Linked DNA regions of Mus musculus: region 2 is linked to region 1. The links are chromatin contacts, called in public Micro-C maps. All regions are on one chromosome and are shown on one strand. Each heading gives the region's core, a stretch centred on a gene start, on an enhancer-like site or on the middle of the called end of the contact. The rest is flanking DNA. Distances are from core to core; before and after follow the strand shown.

The links. A called contact is a pair of places that touch in the nucleus more often than the background predicts.
Region 2: a contact with region 1 is called in a Micro-C map of embryonic stem cells, with 1.7 times the contacts expected there. The contact joins the promoter of Tbc1d24 here to the promoter of Prss41 in region 1. A contact is called at or near these places in 4 of 39 promoter capture datasets (hippocampal neurons, maxillary cranial neural crest, pre-B cells and 1 more), 1 of 484 Hi-C or Micro-C datasets (embryonic stem cells) and 1 of 115 datasets of contacts at active chromatin or transcription factors (epiblast stem cells).

The regions. Positions count from the first base shown.
Region 1 is chr17:23,840,470-23,847,242 of GRCm38.p6, reverse strand. It overlaps Prss41 (protease, serine 41), which reads left to right and starts at 3,087. Exons shown (of 7, transcript NM_027644.1): 1 at 3,087-3,166; 2 at 3,260-3,286; 3 at 3,372-3,404; 4 at 3,633-3,801; 5 at 4,718-4,998. The coding sequence starts at 3,106.
Region 2 is chr17:24,203,178-24,209,950 of GRCm38.p6, reverse strand. Tbc1d24 (TBC1 domain family, member 24) reads left to right here and starts at 4,389. Exons shown (of 8, transcript NM_173186.4): 1 at 4,389-4,477. Ntn3 (netrin 3) reads left to right here and starts at 564. Exons shown (of 6, transcript NM_010947.3): 1 at 564-1,892; 2 at 1,964-2,152; 3 at 2,236-2,385; 4 at 2,508-2,558; 5 at 2,669-2,743; 6 at 3,004-6,120. The coding sequence starts at 965. The coding sequence ends at 3,353.

The DNA.
Region 1 (6,773 bases), core at 1,838-4,337:
CTGGCCCTGGTTCTGCAGAGCTCCCCGAAGCTGTGAGCTAAGAGAGAGAGGGGGAGAGAGAGAGAGAGAGAGAGAGGGAGAGAGAGAGAGAGAGAGAGAGAGCCTGAAGGATGGCAAGAGAGTAGCAAAGACACTTCCCACCAAGGCTAAGGACCTAACTCAATGCCTGGAACCCACATGCAGGAAAGAATCATCGTGTAGAAGTTGTCCTCTGAGCTCAGCACTCGTGCTGTGGTACGTAAGCACCAACTCACACACACATACATAAATAAATGTAGTTTAGGAGCTAGAGAGATGGCTCAGCAGTAAAATTGCTTGCTGGTCTTTCAGAGGATCAGAATATGGTTTCTGGAAGCCACATCAGACAGCTCAACTAATTATGACTTTATTTCCAAGGAATGCAAAGACTTCTTCTGGTCTTCTCCAGCACTCAAACACACACACACACACACACACACACACACACACACACACACATACACACACACACACACACACATTTTTAGAAGCCAGACAGAAAGACAGATGTGATGGCACACACCTTTAATCTCAACACTCAGGGGGCAGAAGTAGACAGATTTCTGTGAGGTCTACAGATTGAGTTCCAGGACAGCCAGGGCTGTTACACAGAGAAATCCTGTCTCGAAAAGAAAGGAGGAGGGGGAGGAGGTAGAGGAGGAGGAAGAGGAAGAAGAAACCACCAAAGCCAGACACAATGGTGCATACCTTTAATCCCAGCACTTAGGAAGCAGAGGTAGGCTGTGAGTTCAAGGCCAGCTTGGTCTATAAATCAAGTTCCAGGACAGAACACACAGAGAAACCTTGCCTCATGAGAGCAAAATAAATAAATAATATCTTAAACTTACTTTATTTTCTATGTACCAGTATTTTGTTTGGATTCGTGTCTGTGCAGCACCTGTGTGCTTGGTGCCTGCAGAGGTCAGACGAGAGCATCAGATCCCTAGAAGTGGAGTTAAGGACAGTCCTGAGCTGCCTTGTGAGTACAGGGAACTGAACTTAGGTCCTCTGCAAGAAGAGCAAGTGCTCTTAACCCCTGGGCCTTCTCTCTAAAATAACGCTTTAGAAAAATTAATTAGGGGGCTGGAAAGATGGCTCAGTAGTTAAGAGCACTGATGGCTCTTTCAGAGGTTCTGAGTTCAAATCCCAGCAACCACATCATGGCTCACAACCATCTGTAATGGGATCTGATGCCCTAATCTGGTGTGTCTGAAGACAGCAACAGTATGTATATTCATGTACTTAAAAAATAAATAAATCTTTTTTAAATTTTATTTTTATTAGGTATTTTCTTCATTTACATTTCAAATGCTTTCCCAAAAATCCCCCAGGCCCTCCCCCCACTTTCCTACCCACCCTCTCCCACTTCTTGGCCCTGGTGTTCCCCTGTACTGAGGCATATAAAGTTTGCAAGACCAAGGGGCCTCTCTTCCCAATGATGGCTGACTAGGCCATCTTCTGATACATATGCAGCTAGAGACACAAGCTCCGGGGTACTGGCTAGTTCATATTGTTGTTCCACCTATAGGGTTGCAGACCCCTTCAGCTCCTTAGGTACTTTCCCTAGCTCCTCCATTGGGGGCCCTGTGTTCCATCCAATAGTTGACTGTGAGCATCCACTTCTGTGTTTGCTAGGGCCTGGCGTAGTCTCACAAGAGACAGTTATATCAGGGTAAAAAAAAGAAAATCTTAAAACAAACAAAAAACACAAATAATAAATAAACAAATAATTAATTAAGACCATGCATGGTGGTACACACTTTTTTTGTTTGTTTGTTTTGTTTTTCGAGACAGGTTTCTCTGTAGACCTGGCTGTCCTGGAACTCACTTTGTAGACCAGGCTGGCCTTGAACTCAGAAATCCACCTGCCTCTGCCTCCCAAGTGCTGGGATTAAAGGTGTGTGCCACCACGCCTGGCATGTGGTGGTACACACTTTTAAGCCCAGAGGTAAGTGGATCTTTATGAATTTAAGGCCAGCCAGGTCTCTACACAGCCCCAGAACTTATTATGTAGACCAGGCTGGCCATGAACTCATAAAGATCCACCAGGTTACTTTTGGTCATGATTTATCACAGCAACAGAGCAAACTATGACAATATGTCTTCTCAGTTCAGTTAGTCCAACTAAGAACATCCTCACAGGCCTGCATGCAGGCCAAGCTGATAGAGAGAATGTCCCTCACTGAGACTGCCTTCCCACGAGACTTCCCAGATTCTGCCAAGCTAAGGGCTGAAATTAGCTATCACAGTTATACAATGATTGATAGAGGCCAAAACCAGGACCCTGGTGCAGTTAAGCAAGCATCTTACCACTGAGCCTTCTCAATAGGTCCTTCTGGTGCTCGTGGCCAGGTTGTTGCTCAGTGCTGGGCTAACTTCCTGTGAGACAAAGGTCCTTACTGAGAGAACTAAGTGTTGTCCATTAGTCTGGGCTGGTGAGGTAATCTAGAAGCATGTGTCTGATTTTGATAGGTGTCCTTTACTGTATAAACTTTGACCATGAACATATTACATTCTCTGAGTTCCATAAGAACTTCTAATCAGTCGTGGAGGCAGAGGGTTTTGGTATGGATACCCAACTGGCTGTGAATTCAAAGCTAATAACTGATGAGCCAGTATGGTTATATAGGCCCTGACATGTTCCTGTACAAAGGGTAAGAGTGTCTGGTGATCCCCATACAGTGTGTAGGGCTCATTGCAATGGTAGCAGGTAGATTATAGGGCTCTAAGCTCTGTCTGTCCTCAAATAGGGCCAGCCTTTGTTCAGTGCATCCAGCAAAAGGCTATCACACATAACACAAGGCAGCATACCCTAAGGCCTGCTCATGAGCTTTTCCTAGGAGTGCGGGCTGAGGGCCAGGGCCTTGGTCCTACAGAAAGCTGTCAGTACACAAGAGAGAAGACATCCAAATCCTGGGCTCTGACAAGAAAAAGATGACTGTGGTTCATCAATTGACCGCTCTGGAGTCAAGCCGGGAAACGGTGGCCGAGCAAAGCTCCTACTCCCTGACCTGTCCCCTAGAGGGCGCCACTAAGCCTGTAGCGGCAGGACGTTAAAGCTGGGCACCCGACTTCAGAGAGGCCGCCATGGGTATACAGGGCCCAGTGCTGCTGCTGCTGCTGCTGTGCGTGATGCTGGGGAAGCCTGGTGAGCTAAGGAGATTCATTCACCAGACTGGGGGTCATGGGGGAGTATGGGAAACTCGGAGGTCCGCGCGAGGCTCACCTTATCTCCACCCAGGGTCACGTGAAGAAAGCCAGGCGGCAGGTGAGGAACCGTGGTCCCTGTGAGAAACACCTACCGAGGCCAGGCATAAAGAAGTCGCCTCATCTTTTCCACTCCTCCCCCACAGATCTCAAGAGCACAGACATCAAGCTTCTCTCAAGTGACTGATGGGCTCTGTGGAGGGCTGGGTGTCTGTGAACCACGTGTGAAGGGTTTCTGCGCCATCTCCTGATCTCCTGCCTCTTCAACAAAACCCCAGGATACTGGAGGAAGGGGGGGGGGTGTACGGTTGCGTGGTTCTCCCCAGTTCCTCCCATACACGTGTACCCTAGGGATGCTATGGGCCTTCCTAGGCTGCTCAGCCATGTGTCTTATTTGTCTGTCCCAGTGCCCTGTGGCCGCCGGAATGACACTCGGTCCCGGATAGTGGGCGGGATAGAATCCATGCAAGGGCGCTGGCCGTGGCAGGCCAGCCTGCGCTTGAAGAAGTCCCACCGCTGCGGAGGGAGCCTTCTCAGCCGCCGCTGGGTGCTCACTGCTGCACACTGCTTTAGAAAGTGAGTGTGGGATGGTAGGAGCGGGGTGGGACAGCCTCCTGATATCCTGAGCTCCAAGCGCTGCTTACAATCCAAAAACCTTACCATTGGCCCTGCAGGGGGCGCCACTCTAATTCTTCCAGGATGTTTTATTCAAACATTCCCATGCTGTTTCGGGTCTATTCATCTATGCTCACTGCCCCCTACCATATCGAATTAGGAAGGCGCAGGTCTCATTCCACCTTCCCTTGGAGGTTCCCAAGGTTGGTTGGTTGGTTGGTTGGTTGGTTGGTTGGTTGGTTGGTTGGTTGATTGGTTGGTTGGTTTTGAGGTGCCTTGAACTTTTTACTTAACAGAAGATGACTTTGAACTTCTGATCCTCTGGCCTCTACCTCTTGGCATGCTAGGATTACAAACGTGCACCTCCATGCCTGAGTCTATACAATTCGGGGGGGGAGGGGGGTCAAACCCAGGGATTCACTCATGATAAGCAAACTGTCTATTGAGTTACATCCCCAACCCCATACCAGATATGAATTCTATTCAGAGAGGCCCTTAAGAAGTGACCAGACCAACCAGGCAGTGGTGGCGCACGCCTTTAATCCCAGCTCTTGGGAGGCAGAGGCAGGCGAATTTCTGAGTTTGAGGTCAGCCTGGTCTACAGAGTGAGTTCCAGGACAGCCAGGGCTACACAGAGAAAGCCTGTCTCGGAAAAAAAAAAAAATAGTGACCAGACCATTGGGGACTGTGGTCTTCCTGTTTCTCTCCTCAGAGTCCCAGGAGAAGGGAATCTGGTTATGTCTAGGCTTTGTTTCTACAAGGGGGTCTCAGCAAGTAAATAGTACCAGAGCTACGGTGTCACCTCACACAGAGATCCGGTGGCTCAGGTGGCCAGCGTCCTCCTGAGGGTCCTGATCACTTTCATCTTCCCTGCTAGGTACCTTGATCCAGAAAAGTGGACCGTCCAGCTTGGGCAGCTTACATCCAAGCCGTCTTACTGGAACAGGAAGGCCTATTCTGGACGGTACAGGGTAAAGGACATCATCGTAAACTCCGAAGACAAGCTGAAGTCCCATGACCTGGCCCTGCTGAGGCTGGCCTCCTCGGTCACCTACAACAAGGACATCCAGCCTGTCTGTGTGCAGCCTTCCACCTTTACGTCCCAGCACCAGCCCAGGTGCTGGGTGACCGGCTGGGGAGTCCTTCAGGAGGATTTGAGTGAGATTAGCAACGCAGGGTGGGCATGTGGGTGTGCTATCTGTCCCCTGTTTCAGCCACAGCAGGCCCTGAAACCCTTCTCTGGCTCTGGAGCTCCAAGAGCCTCCTGCCTTCCTGCTCAGCCCCCACCCCCATTGCTTCCCACCTGCATGGAGCTGCCTTCTGTTCTGGAGCAGGGGTAGGCCAATGGCCAGAGATGCAGGAAGGGACTCAGCCAGGCTTGCATTCCTCAGCCAGAATGGGTGCTTAAGACCTTCTGAGGACAGTCTCTTTGACACTGATTTAATTTACAAGCCCTAAAGTATGAACATGAGCAGTGTTGAAATCACACATTTTAACACCAGTGAAACTGTCACCATTATCATGCCTCTAAGTCCTCACTAGGTGACACTTTAGCCTTCAAGATCAGGCGTGTTCAGAGTGGTGAGGTCATAGGCTGTCACCTCTGTCTAAGTGCAACATTTTCATCATTTCAAAAAGAAAACCTGCCAGCCTGGTCTACAGAGCAAGTTCCAGGATTACATAAATAAAAACCCTGTCTTGGAAAACAAAAAGCAAAAACCTCAGTGGGCATTGTGGTATAAGACCAGCCCTTGGGAAGGGAAGCCAGGAAGGTCAGGAGTTCATGTCTAATCCTATGCTCAATATCCTGGACTCCATAGCAAGTTTGAGACCAGCCTGGGCTGTCTAAAACAAACAAACACAAAACAAAACAAGAAAACTTCATACCCCTCCGCCATTTCTCTCAATCTCCTCATGTCCCTAGGACCTGTAGCCCTTGGCAGCCCAGACCTGCTTTCAGGCTCTTAGCTGCCTCTGGAAATGCTACACAAGTAGTCAGAGAAAAATGGTCGGGATTCTTAAATGTAATGTACTGTCCTCAATGTTGCCCCTTGTGGCAGTAGTGGGAACTGCTTCTCTCTAAGTTGTACTTCACATACCATTAAGGAACCATACAAAGAGTGTGCTCCAACCCCATTTAGTGTGTTGACAATACTGTTCAACTAGGGACCTTCATTCCCACCCGGCCTTTACTCCTCATGAGTCCCTCCCTACAGCCCCTGATAACCACAACCCAGCTTTCTGAGCACGGAACCATTGTTTTCTGCCCATAAGTGAAATACAGTTTGTGGTCCTATGGGTCTGGCTTCGTTCACATACCAGCCCAACTTAAAGATTCATCCTTTCTCCTTTCCAGTTTGGATGCCTTTAACTCTTCCTCTGAAAGGGGATATTCATTACTCTGAGTGCACATGTGTTGTGTATTTGGTATGTGTTGTATGGCATGTGTGTTGTGTGTATATGTGTTTTATGTGTGTGTGTATTATGTGTGTGCATTTGTGCTATATGTGTTATGCGTATATATGTGGTGTGTGTATGTGTGGTGTGTGTGTGTGTGAGAGAGAGAGAGAGAACAATTTACAAAAGGAGTTGGTTCTCTTCTTCCATTATGTGGCCTGGGGATTGAACTTGGGCCATCAGGCTATGTCTCTGACCACTAGGCCGTCTCACCAGTCCTTATTTCTCTTTCTTACCTAATTTCTCTGCCTAGACCTTCCAGGATATCATGCACAAAAAGGAGAGGTACCCACCTCATTATTACTCTGGAGCAAGAGCTTTTTGTTTTTCCACCATTGAGCACAATGTAGCTTTGTGGAGGTAGTTGCCTTTGGATCCTAGCTGGCTTAGTGCTTTTATGAAAGAGCAGGGAAGTTTTGGGTTTTGGAGGTGGGGTGGGAGGGAATATGTGCATCTTCATGTGTATGTGCACGTCC
Region 2 (6,773 bases), core at 3,140-5,639, 360 kb before region 1:
TTGGTGGATGAGGAAACTGAGGAACTCAGGCCACACAGCCAGAAATCCAAACAGCTTGGATTTAAAATAAGACCTGAGTTCTTTCTGCTAGAACAGACTACTGCCTTGGGGATACCTTACAAGAACACCAGCCCCAACTGTCTTCTTCCCCCATTCTGGGGAGCATCCAAGACTTCAAGCTTCAGTTCTAAGGTTGTGCCTGCATGATGGGCCTCTGGGAGGAGTGGCCCAGACCCCAGCCCAGCACGTGGCACCACCCCAGGAGCAGTCAAAGCCTGGCTTCAGGCCGAGGACCCTGCTGGGTGGTCCCTCACGGGCTGTAAGGCTGAGCTGCCCCCTCCCGTAAGCGCATTCCTGGCTCTCCAGCCCCTCCCCCCGGATCGTGGGCCTCCCAGCCCCCTCCCGCGCTGGCCCAGCCTGTGTCTGAATCTGCTTCTGATTCTGGCTGTCGGGACAAGGCCCCCTCCCCTCCTTCCTTCCCGGCCCGAGCAGCTCCGCCCCTGGCTAGGACCAGGCTTGCTCCTGCTGAGCCCCCCACCCCCTTCTGGCACAGCTCCTCTGCTCTCGCTGCAGCCAGGAGAAGCCGGCAGCCCGGGCGCCCCAGGCCCCGCCCGCCCAAGGCCCTTCCCGGGAGGCCGGGAGACCTGCTCCTCCTGGCCCTCCGTGGGTGAGTGCTGGCGGCCGGCGGCGGGTGGGGCCTCCGCGGGCGGAGGCACCGGGAGCGGGGGCGACGCCTGTCAACGCTTCAGGCCTAGCAGGAGGACTCGCCAACATCCCTGCTCCTGTGCTCGGCCCCGGGCGTGCCGGTGGCTGCTCCCACTTCTGGGCCTGTGCTGGGGGCCGCCCTGGTGCTCTGCTATCTTGGCACTGCAGACCCGGCACGCAGAGTAGCGGACTAGGCTCTCTCTTCGAGGGCAGACTCGTTAGGCGGAAGCTGGCTGGTTGACTTACAGCGGCCACGGCCATGCCCACCTGGCTCTGGGGGCTGCTGCTGACCGCGGGCACGCTCTCCGCTGCACTGAGCCCAGGGCTGCCGGCCTCTGCCGACCCCTGCTATGATGAGGCGAGGGAGCCTCGCTCTTGTATTCCTGGCCTTGTGAACGCTGCTCTGGGCCGAGAGGTGCTGGCGTCCAGCACGTGCGGGAGGTCGGCCAATCGCGTCTGCGATTCCTCGGACCCGCAGCGGGCACACTCTGCAGACCTCCTGACCTCTGCTCCGGGCACTGCAAGTCCTCTCTGTTGGCGCTCCGATTTGCTGCAACAGGCACCTTTCAACGTAACCCTCACAGTGCCCCTGGGGAAGGCTTTTGAGCTGGTCTTCGTGAGCCTGCGCTTCTGCTCAGCTCCTCCAACCTCCGTGGCCCTGCTTAAGTCGCAGGACCATGGCCGCAGCTGGGTCCCCTTGGGCTTCTTCTCTTCCAGCTGTACCCTGGACTATGGCCGTCTGCCTGCTCCTGCTGATGGCCCTTCTGGTCCAGGGCCAGAAGCCCTCTGCTTTCCAGCCCCCCAGGCTCAGCCTGATGGTGGAGGCCTTCTGGCCTTCAGTGTGCAGGATGGCAGCCCACAGGGCCTGGATCTGGACAACAGCCCCGTGCTCCAAGACTGGGTGACTGCCACAGATATTCGCATAGTACTCACAAGGCCTGCCATTCAGGGAGACACCAGGGACGGTGGGGTGACAGTCCCCTACTCCTACTCAGCCACTGAGCTTCAGGTGGGAGGTCGATGCAAGTGCAATGGGCATGCCTCACGGTGTCTGTTGGACACCCATGGCCACCTGGTCTGCGACTGCCAGCATGGTACAGAGGGCCCTGATTGCAGCCGCTGCAAGCCCTTCTACTGCGACAGGCCATGGCAGCGGGCTACAGGGCAGGAAGCCCACGCTTGCCTTGGTGAGGCCTTGGAGGGTAGCCTGGGGACTTCTGACCAGGCAGGGCTGCCCCTGACTGACCCTTCCCTGCAGCTTGCTCCTGCAACGGCCATGCGCGAAGATGCCGCTTCAACATGGAGCTCTACCGACTGTCCGGCCGCCGCAGTGGGGGCGTGTGCCTCAACTGCCGGCACAATACAGCTGGTCGTCACTGCCACTACTGCCGGGAGGGCTTCTATCGTGATCCAGGCCGTGTCCTGAGTGACCGTCGTGCTTGCAGAGGTGAGCCTGCCACCTATACACGTTCGTGATTTACTTCCCCAGAACCCCAGCTACAGTTCTGAGCTTATCATTTCTGTCCTCAGCTTGTGACTGCCACCCAGTTGGTGCTGCTGGCAAAACCTGTAACCAGACCACAGGCCAGTGTCCCTGTAAGGATGGTGTTACTGGCCTCACCTGTAACCGCTGTGCCCCAGGTTTCCAGCAGAGCCGTTCTCCTGTGGCACCTTGCGTTAGTGAGTGACCCTGCCCTGTCTCAGTCACCTCAGCCAAAGTCGCATCAGCTACTGACTGTTGTCTGTTCCCTGAGCCTTTCCGTCAGATACCCCATTATAGACTATTCTCCCACACTCCTTAGAGACTCCTGTCCCTGGACCCACCGAAGAAAGCAGTCCTGTGGAGCCACAGGGTGAGTGGACACCAGAGCCCAGACTGGCCTGGGGAAGAGGGCCCTAGCTAAAGCAGACCAGTGTGGGGTAGAGGCATGGGAATCTGCTAGTCTCCACTCTTTCCCCCTAGACTGTGAGTCACATTGCAGACCTGCGCGTGGCAGTTACCGAATCAGCCTGAAGAAGTTCTGCCGGAAGGACTATGGTAGGCTGCCTCACTCCAGCTCTTCCATCTCGCCCCCAGCTCCTTTGAATACCTTGACCCTGGCTGTACTTCAAGGCTCTTTCTTTCCTCGGGTCTCCCACTGATGCGGGCTTTGGCAGCTATGTCTTAAGTGTACCTCCCTCTAGTGGGTGACCTCTTCATGTCTCTCCTAAGCCATTTGGACATTCTATGCTTCTCTATACAGACCCCTCCGGCCCTGCCCCACTTAACCTGATCGCTTTTCCACGCCCCCCCCGCAGCGGTGCAGGTGGCAGTGGGTGCACGCGGTGAGGCCCGCGGCTCGTGGACACGCTTTCCGGTAGCGGTGCTTGCTGTGTTCCGCAGCGGCGAGGAACGCGCTCGACGCGGGAGCAGCGCGCTGTGGGTACCAACTCTAGACGCGGCCTGCGGTTGCCCGCGCCTCCTGCCCGGCCGGCGTTACTTGCTGCTGGGAGGTGGGCCGGGGGCTGCAGCTGGGAGCACAGCGGGCCGGGGACAGGGGCTCAGTGCTGCCCGTGGAAGCCTCGTGCTGCCTTGGAGAGACGCCTGGACCCGGCGCCTGCGGAGGCTGCAGAGGAGAGAGCGGCGGGGGCGCTGCGGGACCGCCTGAATCTGCAAGCTGGGCGTGGACTGGGCGGACTCAGCTCTCTTATCACTGGGCGCGGCGCGTTCATCAGAGCACTAGGCTGGAAGTGTCACGTGCATCGCCATCTAATTTCCCCCTACCCCCATCCCCGCTTGAAACCTATTTGGCGATACCCTACCCCCAACTTAGAGGAGTATGATGGCCCCTAAGAGCTATCTGGAGGCTCCTAGGGCAGCTCAGAGGACCCTGATCTTATCCCTCTTGGCTGATACCCGACGTCTCTTAAAGGTGTGAACCCGCCTATTCCCAGGGGATGCTAGGATGATCCCTCTGGGGTTTGAGCACATCCCACGGGCCAATGTGATTCATCAACTCTCTGATGCTGTGATACACTAGAGTTCTCCAACCTCTCCAAAACCACTGTTGCCACCATAATTGCCTGTACACCGCTGCAGGGGCTGTGGCTCAATTGCACAGCCAAGACAGCGACGTCTCTGCCCTCCAGCCGGGAATGTACAAAGAGTATTGTAGGCTCCCCTGTCCAGTGTCATGGATCTTGTCCCCATATCCATTCTGGCCTGCCTCTGCCGGTCACGTGACCGTGTCCCCATCCGCAGCTGCATCACTGCCTGTGTCCCATATCTTTCTTGTTCCGTTGTACCCTTTTCTGGGGTCCATCCAGCTGTCGCTTTCTACCACGACTCCTACCAGTCTTGGCCTCTTGGCTCCATGACACAGGTCCTGCCCCTAGCTAGGAGCCCTACACTCTATCCGCTCAAGACTGGACGTCGAGAAGGGGCAGATCAGGTCCACGTGTGACCGGACCAGAGGCGACTTCCACGGGCAGCCGTCGGAGTTCTAGTCGTCCGTGACTTTGCCTTACACCAGGCGCTAGGGTCCCCACCTCTTTAGGCGAGCCCCCGCCCCTTAGCGCGGGAACCGCTGTTTGGCTAGCGCATGCTCCCGACTTGGCCGCCGCCGGGCGCAAATGCGCATGCTCAGAGCCGGCAGCACTGAGACGCGGGGCACTCGGGGTGGGCAGCCCGCAAGCGCGTGCTTGTGGGGCGGGGCCGCCTACGCGCGTGCGCAGAAAGTCCAGTGCGGTCCAGCGGAGAGCCGAAGGGAGAGGTGCGGTGCGGCGCGCCGAGGTGGGTGCGCGGCGGGGGCGTGGCGGCTGGACGCGGGGTGTGGGGGTGTCACTGCCACGGTGCGCTGACCGGCGGCACGGATGTACTGAGGGAGGGGGGCACGGGTTGTGCTCCGTGTCTTGGTCGCTGCGGGTTAGGGGGCTCCAGAGTCTAATGCTGCGTGCGTGACGTGGGCCCCGGAGTCAGAACCCTTTGGGCAGGCCCGGCTTTCCTCGATCATCCCTGCCTTCTCTGGGCTCTGTGTCGTGGGCAAGAACTGCCTCTGTGTCAACCTTCCCTTGGGGCACTTTCCGTCCCTGCGGAATAGGAAATCCTCTTTCTGTATTCGTTCGAAATTGCAGCAGTGTTCATATACCTTTGCCCTCGGAGACCTGCAACAACCCAGGCCCTTCACTTGCCAAAGATGACACAACTGCCCACCTGAAGCTTAGGGACTTTCCCAGCCTGAGAGCCCTATCCAGCCAGTGTCCCTGACATGCCTTGGTCACCTGTGCCTTAGCTTGGCCCTGTGCTTCAGGAGTTTTGAATAACAGCTGGAGGGCAGAGCTGGCACCACACGGGGTGGGCTGCACATGACAGAAGTCAGTCTGCTGGGTGCTGGCAGCCTGACCACAGATTTTCCTTGACAGACCTGACTCAGTTCAGAAATAGTGCTCTGGCCTTCTTGGATGGGGACTCACTGGGCTAACTTTAAAGGCCAAAGATTGTCTAGCCCAGCCCGGACATATGCAGGCATAGGTTGGCCATTTGGGCGGTTGTGTTGCTGTCTTTCCAAGGTAAATAAAGGATTTTCCTTGTCTCACCATGTTCTGCTGGAAGGTCAGCAAGCTACTCCCAGGCAGTTGGTACAACTGTCCCATGGCATGCGTTGCCATGTCATCTACTTGGGGACAATGACTCCATTCTCATTTTCACACCCCTGTCCCCAATAGGCACCTGTCATTGTTCACTGAATTGTTGTGGAGATGGCTGTATTTGTGTTCTCTCAAGCTCTATCTGATGTCAGTTCTGGGTTGGTGTCAAGACCAACCCAGACGACAAATGGTTAAGAAATTTCAAATATTTGATAGTGACCATTCATATTGAGTGCTATGAGGGCTCTGTGTGCTTCCTTGATGATTAATCCTCACCTAATCTCCCCAGTACTCAGATAAAGACTTAGGGTAGTGACAGCTGTATTTAGAATCTAGTCTGCGTGTGGATAGGCCTGGAGCCACATCGTGTTGTCCCTGTTCCCCCATGGTCTGGCATTCAGTTAGCCAGGCACTCTCTTAAGTGCTTGTTGGAGGGAATAAAGATGCCACTTTTTGAATGCTACATGTCAACTAGTGAACTAGCAATGTAGTGGCTTTTGGCTGGATTAAGGGTGACCTTTTGGGTTTGCAGAAGTACTCTAGTAATCTAGGTAGGGTTTTCATAACAACAATCAAATTTACCTCCCTGGGAGTGCAAACTCACCTGCCTGTGTTCCCTACTAGCTCTGAGTAACCACCCTTGCCAGGACTGTCTGGCAAGTCTCAGTGACCTTGGGCACACAGCATTGCTCCTAATCCTTATTAGAGACTGAGCCAACCTCTGAAGACATAGTAAAGTGTTTAAAGTACACAAGACAATGAAGTGGGTTGTAAAAAAAAAAAAAAAAAGATTTGCCCTGTTGAATGTTCTACCTGTTTGAGCATACCTTTTCTGTTTTGACAACTCTAAATGGAAGAAAGAAGCCCTTTACAATCAGCCATTTCAGTGGTAACCATCACCTTCTAAATGGAGATAATTTTTTTAAAGCCCTCAGGCCTTTTACTGAGAACAAGCTTGAATTCATTACTGGGAATTTTCACTATCCTTTTAATATGTGTTTACTGCATTGAGAATGCAGCAGTGCTTACCCGTAGATGCAAGGCTCTGTATTCAGTGCCCAGGACCCAGGGGAGCTGGGGGTGGTGGCACACAATTATAATCTCTGTAGAGAGGCTAAGGCAGAAGGAGCAAGTGTTAGGCCGCCCTGGTGTACGGAGCAAGACTCTCCTTAAAAACAACAGAAAGGGCTGGTGAGCATAGTTCTATAATAAAATTCTTATCTGCTGTGCACACAGCCCTAGGCTCAACCCTAGTGCTAAAGGGGAAAGAGAAGAACAAAAGGTGAATTTGCATGAGAAGGAGCTGGGTGGGGGGTGCTATGGACACAGTGTTGAGTGAGACCTGGGAGATTGGGGCCTGGGAGTGACTTGATCTGATCTGTTTTCTAGACCCAGAAGGGTTCCTGCGTGCGCTGAGGGTGGGGCCAGCTGAGGTACTGTCA